Regions from separate parts of the Zea mays genome. Here region 1 is linked to region 2. A link is a contact called in public Hi-C data. All regions are on one chromosome and are shown on one strand. The core of a region is the stretch at or near the end of the contact, and the rest is flanking DNA. Distances in the headings are between cores, read along the strand shown.

Region 1 (4,789 bases), core at 456-2,955, 270 kb after region 2:
CGTCCGCGTCAGCTCGGGAGCCAGGTACCCCAGGGTGCCCACCACGCGCGTCGTGCTCGGGTTGGTCCCGCGCTCGTGGAGCTTGGCGAGACCGAAGTCGCCGAGCCGCGCCGACATGTCGGCGTCGAGGAGCACGTTGCTGGCCTTGACGTCGCGGTGGAGGACGACGCTCTCCCATCCCTCGTGCAGGTACAGCAGCGCCGACGCGACGTCGCGGAGGATGCGGTAGCGGACCGGCCAGGTCAGGCGCGACGCTTTGAGGTGGTCGCCGAAGAGGTGGCGGTCCAGGCTGCCGTTGGGCATGTAGTCGTAGACGAGGAGAAGGTCGCCGCGGCGGCGGCACCAGCCCTGGAGCTGGACCAGGTTGCGGTGGCGGAGCCGGCCGATAGACGCGATCTCCGCCACGAACTCGCGGAGGCCCTGCCGGGACTCGTGGTTCACGCGCTTCACGGCCACGGTCTCGCCGGATTTCCGGAGCACGCCGCGGTACACCTTGCCGAAACCGCCGGATCCGAGCACCTCGCGCTCGCGGAACCCGCGCGTCGCGCGGCGGAGTTCGGCGTACTTGAACCGATGCGGGCCGTAGTCCAGCTCCCACGGCTCGATGATGTCGCGGTTCTTGTACCGGTACGCACCGTACGCGCCGGCGCCGGCGAGCACGACGAGCGCCACGAACGCCGAGAACGCGACGGCGAGGATGAGCGAGGTCCGGTTCTTGGAGCTCTTGAGCTGGGGCAGCGACGGCAGGGACGAGAGATCCAGCGCCGGCGCGGCGCCGGCGCCGAGGCGAAAGCTCCAACCCCTGAGGTAGTGCGAGCTCGCGAGGACTCCCGTGGACGCCGAGAAGCCGACGTACATCTGCTCGCGGAAGATCCCAGAGAGGTCGACGCGGAAGGAGATGAGCGGCGTGGTGGGCTTCCCCAACGTGCCGTTGGCGATGGAGACGTTAAGCAACCTGGCGGCGCCGTCGTAGTCGACCCAGGCGGTGGTGTCCCCGGACTTGAGGTTCAAAGGGTCGGCCTTGGCGGACGCGTTGGAGATGAGGCTGTTGAGGTCGACGCCGACGTGGTTGCCGTTGACGTCGTCGAACTCGAAGTCCTGCACGGTGTCGAACTCGATGGCGAAGAGGTGGTTGGTGGCGTTGCCGACGTCGGCGGCGCTGAGTAGGCCCAGGTACTGGCTGGGCAGCGCACCGGACATGCGCGGGTCGGGCGCGACGACGAACGCGAAGCCGTGGCCGCCGAGCGTCGGGAACTCGGGCACCACGGTAAAGGCGAACTGCGTGGAGAAGGACACGGCGGTGCCGTTCTTCTGGTCCAGGAAGCGCAGCGGGGTCGGGTAGAAGGCGTGTCCGAAGAGCCGGGACGTCTCGTTGGTGAGGCGGAGGATGCCGCTGGGCAAGATCTCGGTTGCCGACGTGCCGTTCAGGTTCAGGTTCGGGCTCCCGCCGCGGCCACTGGCGCTGAAGCCCTTGTAGGTGAACTCTTGGGAGAAGGCGAGGCTGGCGAGAAGGAAGAGGAAGAAGAGGAGGATGGGAGTCTTGGGTTTCCTGGAGCTTGACATGGGAGTGATGGAGTGAGGGGAGGAATTAATGGGGATGGAGATGAACCATGAATGGAGTAGGAGGAGGTGGACTGGTGGCTTTGTAGGTAGAGGAAGAAAGGGAGAGGAGTGGTGGGTCTGACTCTGAGACTGGAAGTGGCTTTGATTGCCTCACTGCGGCTCACCAACAACATAAAGTTATTATTAATGGCACTGGACAGATAGTAACACGAGGTTATTATTAATAGCTAAGCTTGTACTACTACCTCACTTTTGGTTTTGCTCATTTTCAATTACCTGAAATATTGCTTTTCACCCTAAACCAGCAGAGTTTTTGCCTCGTATGTTGAAATGCTTGGAGGGCGACGAGGCAGAGGCGCCATATTTTTTATTTAAAATATGTATGTAAGAAAGGATGGATCTAGAATCTAATCACGTCCCCGAGCTAGCTTATAAATTTATTATTCTTTCGATACATTTCAATCTAAAAACAACAAATATAAATAGAAACATATGGATTAAACCACAGGCTATAGACTAGGTGGCCCGGAGATATGTCCAAAATAGGTCGCCTAGTCAGGCCCGAGCTAAGCCTGCCGAGGCCCGACACGAATTGGAACAGGCGTAGCCCGACCTAGTTCAATCTACAGGTCATGTCGTGCTGGCCCGTGGGCCACGGATAAGACACATGCACAATGTGTTAGGTTGTTTCTAGTGTCGGGTCGGCCTGTGGCCCGACGAGCCTAACGGACCCATGACCATCATGTTTAAATAGCAAGCCCTGGTCGGTGCCCTCCCTACGACCCACGCCCGTATGGCCCCACCACCCCATGTTTATATATATGGTCTGGTCGGCTCCCTCCTCCACGACCCACGCCCCGTATGGCCCCACTACCCCACATCCCACGTCCAGATCATGTGGGTGCGCTATTTTAGGGATCTGTTTTTATAACAGTTTTATGCGTGATACCTTGTTTTCTAGTGTAAAAATCATCACGTTTGAGCATAAAATAGTATCCGACAAAGCATAAAATCATGTTTCCGTCACCTCGCATGCAGGGTCCTATTTTTATGTAAGGTACAGTCAACACCCACCAGATATACATGCGATTTTCGATTTTTATGGTAGGTGTTGTTTCAAATCCGAAAATTATGGTAGGTCCAAAATTATGGCAGATCCGAAAATTGTTGTGCATGTGGGACACTGTGTGGGTGCAACCCAGATTTAAGCGTAAAAATTCTCACGCTAGAGTGTAAATAGTGTCAGATATAGCGTATATGTTGACTCACTCCCAACAACAACTCTCGCATCCATGCGACCACCATAAATCAAGGGATTTGATTGGGTGAGTTGATTAGGGGATTTAATTAGTTGAGTCGATCGGGAATTTGATTTTTATGGTAGTCACATACACCATAAACCATGTGACTTCTTTTTTCACTATGCTCACAAAAAATATGCATGTGGTACACTGGTGGACGCACACCAGTTTGAGCGTAAAATGCTTCAGTTTTTAGCGTAAAACTCATCGGTTTTGATCGTGAATACTGAACCAACGTGAGAGACGTTGACAACTTTGATACGTTGTATTTATGATAGTAAAACTCCTAAAGTTTAAGCATAAAATAGTGTTAGATAGAGCGTAATGTTGATTCAATCCCAACCAACATCCACCACGTCCATTCATCCACCATAAATGAAGAGATTTGATTTCAGGAGTTGATTATGTGATTTGATTAGAGGAGTTGATTATGAGATTTGATTTTTTATGGCAGTTACATATACCATAAATTAAGGGGTTTCTTTTTCATTGTGCACGCGGAAAATATGCATACGTGATGTTTGTGGCGCACCCTAAGATTTGCGTAAAATCCTACAACTTTTAGCGTAAATAACATTGTTTTGACCGTAAAAACCGAGACAAAGTCAGAGATGTTGATAACTCAGATGTGTTGTATTTATGATCATAAAATCAGCAAGCTTGCGCATAAAATAATGGCAGATGTAGCGCAAATGTCATTCCTATAGAAATACCAAAGCCACGTGAGAGACGACATATTCATCATCATAAAATTCTCAAATGGAATGCATAAAAATTGCAGTGATCGACATAAAAATATCACGGAATGCATAAACATGGATCAGATGAGGTCGTCGGAGGAGGATGCGCCAAAGCTACCATATCAGAGGAGTTCATCGGCAGATGATCCACGTTTTCACAGTGGCGTTCGACTCGTCGGAGCTTGAAGAATTAATAGCTGGAGGTAGGAGGGCCTCGCCGTCACGTGCACATTGGGGGGTGTCACTGCCCAAGCACGCCTCTGGCCACCGCCACCGCCGCTCAAGCCTCCCGAGGCCGCCACCGCGCGCGCTCCTTGGGAACCGCAGCTGTCGCGCGCTTGGGGGGAGCCGCCGCCGCCGTGCCCCTCGGGAACCGCCGCTGCTGCGCGCCTCGAGGAGAGAGAGAGGAACGCCTGGTAGATCTCTCACTGAACCGTTTGTTAGATCTTCAGATCTCTCACTGAATCGTCTGCAGCAACGTCTTCTATATTCATCATCCAACAACATCCTTTATATCTCGTCCTTTATAGTCTCCTCTAAAAGATTACCTTTTCTATAACTTTTTTTCTCTCCGGGAGCATCCTCTATATCTCGTCCTCTATACATAAATACCTAGAGACATATTTTATTTTTAATTTTTATGCGTACGTATTTTCCATACTCTGGAATGTATTGTGCATATTTTATTTTTTTCTAAATATGTTGTTTAAAGTATTAAAATAGATAGAGGAGAGGAGAGAGAGAAACTCTTAATACGGAGGATTCATAATATTTTGCCTAAATTTAGAGGATAGTCTAGATAACGTTGTTGAGTGCGTAGAGAACGGCTTTGTTTTCTAAAATTTAAGGTAGAGGACCCTTTAGGACCCTTATTGGACTATGGCCTAAGACTGTCTTCGTTGGCTAGTGTAAAACCAGGGATGTGTAACTGTAGATATACTGTTTGTAAAATAAAGTTTGAAATAGAGAATGAGATAGATGATGATATATAGGATCTGCTAGAGATAGTCTTAGTCGTACCCTATAGTTAGTCCATGGTGGAGCACCTACTCTCAAATGCTTCCAAATAGACCCTTAATCGATTTTTTACTATTGTTTTTGTTCACCTTATTCTGCATCAATCTGAAAAGGGAACCTGCAGGAAAAGTCCAAGAGCTTGTGTTGTATCCTTCCGTTCCTTTTTAT
Region 2 (4,660 bases), core at 1,590-4,089:
GAGAAATCCACCGCAGAAGTGTAGGTGAAATGTTCTCCAGAACCTACCACGAGCATTGTGAACACGGATCCAAGCAGTGCCATCACCAGGGCTGAGAAACCAGAGGAGGGTAGGAAAAAGTCAAAAAAAAACATCTTAAAATTTAAAAATGGAGGGGAGGATCATTCAGTTAAACCGAGAAAGACTACTACTACTCACCAAAGTAAGGGAAAAGCAGAGCCACCGCAACGGTTGAGAGGACGAGGCATGTCCTAACGAGCATTCCGACCAGGTAACTCTGCATCTTCTTTGGTAGGGCTTCCTCTATCGACAAGGCGACCGGCGTCATCGTCAGTGCATACTTTGTGTAAGGATTCACAACCTGGAACCAGAAAGAAAAATGCAACAAAAAAAAAACAAAAGCAATGAAATTAGCATCTCGTCGTCTTCATTCTGAACGCGATGGCAGAATGGTAAAGTGTGGTTTTCCCTCGCACCGTCATCCAAATGGCAATCTTGGATGGGATGTACTGCTGTGGCAAGTTTAGGGTGAACTGTGACATAGTGGACTCGCCGAACATCAGGAACCCTGAGACCGCAACTCCGGCGTACACAAGCGTTACCACCGTGAAGCTGAAAACGGTGCAGGATGGCATTTTGTGTTAACAAGAAGGCGGCCCATGTTAACAAGAAGCAACAAAGTTAAGAGCACCGCTTACCAGAACATGAGCACGAATGGAAACTGCGAGCGCTCCTTCATGGACGAGTAGATGTTTGGGAACACCGAGTGTCCTGAGTAGCAGTACCCATACAGGCCGAGTGCCACTGGAAGGTGGGTCACGTTCACTACAGCACCGGAAAAGCGAAACCCAATTCCTTCTCCGATGCCAACCCAGCATAGGCAGACGATGACCGTGATCGTCGCGATCACGCCTCCAGCTGAGTACATACAGAGACGGTCAGGAGTCAGGAACAATCCTTCTTTCGCTCAAAGATTACTTTTGTTGATCATAAACTGACTGAACTATCAGTGATACGAGTCAATTCTAACTACATTCCTATGATCAGTACAGAGGGAGTAAGAAGCAATTCCACATTTTTTTACATACCAGAAAGATATGAGAGGAGACTGAGGTTCCTGAGCCAGACTGATGGGAGGATTGCCAAGGCCATTGTGGTTGCAAAGAGATTGTGCGCGTTCAGGTCGATGCCAGTGAAAGCTAAATGCGCTGAGGGAAACACTGACGACAAGCTGTCTCCTAGCAGCGTAATGTACTCCACGCAGCTTGCCTGCAAAAAAAATATATACATAAAAATCACTTGTGTTCGACAACCAAGGCCATTCACAATAAGTTTTAGAGTTCAGAGAGCACACTTACATAAAGCTCCATGTACAGGACAACCTGAAAAAAAGAGATGCGATCAGTGAGGTAAACAACAGGTGAGCTGACTTTCGAAGAGAAATCTGTGTTTTTCAAGGTATACACACCGATACAAAGATCCGACCAAAGATTCCGAAAGCGACTTGTCCAATGTCTGGGTATGTCTCAATGTTGGGCGAACTGTCTATGCACCTCTTGAGAAGCAAGCCCGTGTAGCACGAGCTGCCACCCAGCAAGGGGAGCAGCAGGAGGCTTAGCCATCCCCCTTCCTTGATTCCATAAGCCGTGGTGAGAATTCCAACGCCGCACAGCACATTGAACCCTAGAAATTCGACCAGCATTGATGATTGATTCCATAAGCTGATTACTCTAACACCTGAGAATTCAAGATCCAACTGGTCACGCACCATTGATGATTGATTGGTTCCTGCTGCACTTGCTAGCAGGCGGAGGAAGCTCGATATAATCGGATTTCAGGCATTGCCTGGAGGGTCTCTCGGGCAGCTCCGCCTCGTGCGCAGCCGGCCACCGCGGCGCCTGGGCGAGGCTGTCCGTGGACTGCTTCACGGGCCGCGGCTGCGGGTGCAACGACGACTGCGACAGCTGCGGGAGCGAGGGCGGCAGCAGCGGCCTGGTGAGCGGCAGCCCCGAGCCCTCGCCTTTCCTCAGGAAGAAGGAGCTCCCGGCCTTGAGGAAGGAGCTGCCGAATCTGGTCAGGCTCGGGCTCGCTGCCATGATCGAGTTCATCGTCGGCGACGGCACCGCGCTCAGCATGTCGATCGACTGCCTGCATGCGAAACGAGAACGCCGCCGAGGAAACGGCGTCAGCTCCGAATCGTGGAAGAGATGTGGACGGCGAGGCGGCTGGTTGACGAACCTGTAACTCTGCGGCCACGCGCCATTCTGGCCGTCCTCGGGCGTGTCCTCACGCTCGCCGCCGTCGCGACGCCGGACATGGCCGGCGCGTGTCTCGGCGTCGCTCCGGTCGGAGAATGATCCATCGTCGGAGGAGGTCGGCGGGGATCCGCCGTCCCGGTCGACGCCGAGATCGTCCTCATCGCCGATGAATAGGAGCGAGCGGTCGCCGTGGCCCACCTCCTCGTCGCGGTCCATGTCGGGCTCGGCCGTCCAGAGTGCTGAGTGCACGCGCATGCAACACGGCAATGCAGGTGAGGATCAACGAAACCCAAATCTATATTAACATCAATCCCTGACGCAATGCAACGATCTCAAGGAAAGAAAGCATCACGATCTGTACTACGTACCCAACACAAACGCTTCCCCGATCTCCACTCTTCCAGCCACACGAGCAAGGCTAGAGAAAATATGGGGCCGGGGCCGACGAACACGGAGGGAAGGGGGAGAGATAGGCGGCCGGTTTCTGAGGAGCCGGTCCCGGACTCGTGGCCGCGCCGCCTCTCTCGCAACCATGAACCGGGTGACGTACGAGACGGCTGACGCTGGGCCTTTTTGTTATTGCCACTGAATGGTGGGCCGTTGGCCCATGCCCTTCCCCCCGTGTCCGTGTGTTGTGATATCGGAAGCTGTGCATGACGTCGCGTCAGGTTGGTATGTTGAGCTGGAAAACAGTACGTACGTGACAGCTTGTTTCGAGTTTAAATTTACGCGACCGAATATTCCCTCCAATCACAAATATGTGCCGCATTCACTTTAACGCAATTTTCTAAATACACTTTCAAATGTATGAGATTTTATAAGTATTTTTTAATACAAATATATATATATATAGTTTAAATGTTTTAAATTAAATAATTTATAAGTGATTTTAGAAGACAAACCTAGTACTCCCTCCGTCCCACGGTACTATTAGTTTTAGCCTTGTTTTTTATATATATTTAAATATATGATGATAAATCTAGACACATATATAAAACACATACATCAAATATTCACTACCGAACTCGCCTTTTTTGTCGAGTGTCTCAGACACTCGGCAAAGACCATTATACACTCGGCAAAGCCACACTCGGCAAATATTTTATCGGTAAATGATTTTTTTTTCGAGTACTTTTTTCGGGCGAGTGTCAAAAAACACTCGGTAAATTAAGAATCACAAAAAACCCAAAAAAACAGCAAAACATTTTTCAAAATTAGGGAGACAGCTTCCCCCCCAACCACCGCCATTGCTCTACACATCGGTCCTATCATTTTCACCATTTTTAATCAAATTTACGTGTTTTGTGAATATGAGATTCGAACTTCGAACTCACAACCTCACGTGTGCGCATAACCTGCTCTACCACTACGCTATTACATCATCAATTGTGCTTATATTACGTTTTCATTTCAAATTTACGTATTTTGTGAATGTGAGATTCGAACTCACAACCTCACACGTGCGCATAACTTCCTCTACCACTACACTACTACATCAATTGTGCTTATATTACGTTTTCATTCCTCATATATTATAACAAATCGAGAGTAATTTGATTATTTGAGGCACTAAATGAATTCAATTGAAAATGTTGTCAACTATAGAGTTGCATAACTTTTCAAGATACACAACTTCTATTTTGATATTTTCTACATCAGAAGCTGTTTACAAAATTTGAATTTCAAATTTGAACACTTCACACGAATTTTTCTATGATGAGATGATTTCAAATCAAAAAATCGCCAGTTACAAAGTTTCATTACATTTCAAGACCAACAAATTTTATTTTGGTGGTTTTTCCATCCGAGGTAGTTTGAAAAAAAATCAAAATTTAAATATAGGTTTGTATGACAAGATGATTTCAAATCAAAACATTGTCAACTACAAAGTTTCATAATTCTTCAATACATACAAGTTTCATGTTGATAGTTTTTTCTTTCGAGATCGTTTTCAAAATTGAAATTTTAATTTTTTTTAATTCAAACGTAGTTTTCGCTGACAAGATGACTTTCAATAAAAAATTTACCAACTACAAAATTCTATAACTTCTCAAGATCTACAAAGTTTATTTTATTTGTTTAGCCATTTATTCATCCCACATGATGGTTCTAATAATATGCACAAATCTTATACATCTCTCTTGTAGTTTCATGAACTACGAGAGAGATATAAGTTTTATGAACAAATTTACTTTTATTTTGTCATATAAAGAAATGTTCAAAATATAAATTGTATATCATGATGAGTTATACAAATTTGTAGTTGAAATTTTTTTCATCTGAATTAATTTACTGTATTAAAATGTGATTTTTAAATTGTCTTTGCCTAGTGTTGAAAAAAAGCACTCGACAAAAAGCTTCTTTGCCGAGTGCCCGAAAAAACACTCAATAAAACATTTGAC

Evidence for each region. A called contact is a pair of places that touch in the nucleus more often than the background predicts.
Region 1: a contact with region 2 is called in a Hi-C map of ear, with 3 times the contacts expected there. The contact joins the promoter of LOC100281556 here to the promoter of LOC103640076 in region 2. A contact is called at or near these places in 3 of 25 Hi-C or Micro-C datasets (ear, endosperm and leaf).

The regions. Positions count from the first base shown.
Region 1 is chr1:160,142,255-160,147,043 of Zm-B73-REFERENCE-NAM-5.0, forward strand. LOC100281556 (lectin-like receptor kinase 7) reads right to left here and starts at 1,706. Exons shown (of 1, transcript NM_001154475.2): 1 at 1-1,706. The coding sequence starts at 1,563.
Region 2 is chr1:159,869,774-159,874,433 of Zm-B73-REFERENCE-NAM-5.0, forward strand. LOC103640076 reads right to left here and starts at 2,840. Exons shown (of 12, transcript XM_008662727.3): 1 at 2,627-2,840; 2 at 2,239-2,497; 3 at 1,769-2,148; 4 at 1,469-1,683; 5 at 1,359-1,382; 6 at 1,089-1,269; 7 at 699-918; 8 at 477-612; 9 at 199-361; 10 at 48-91. The coding sequence starts at 2,792.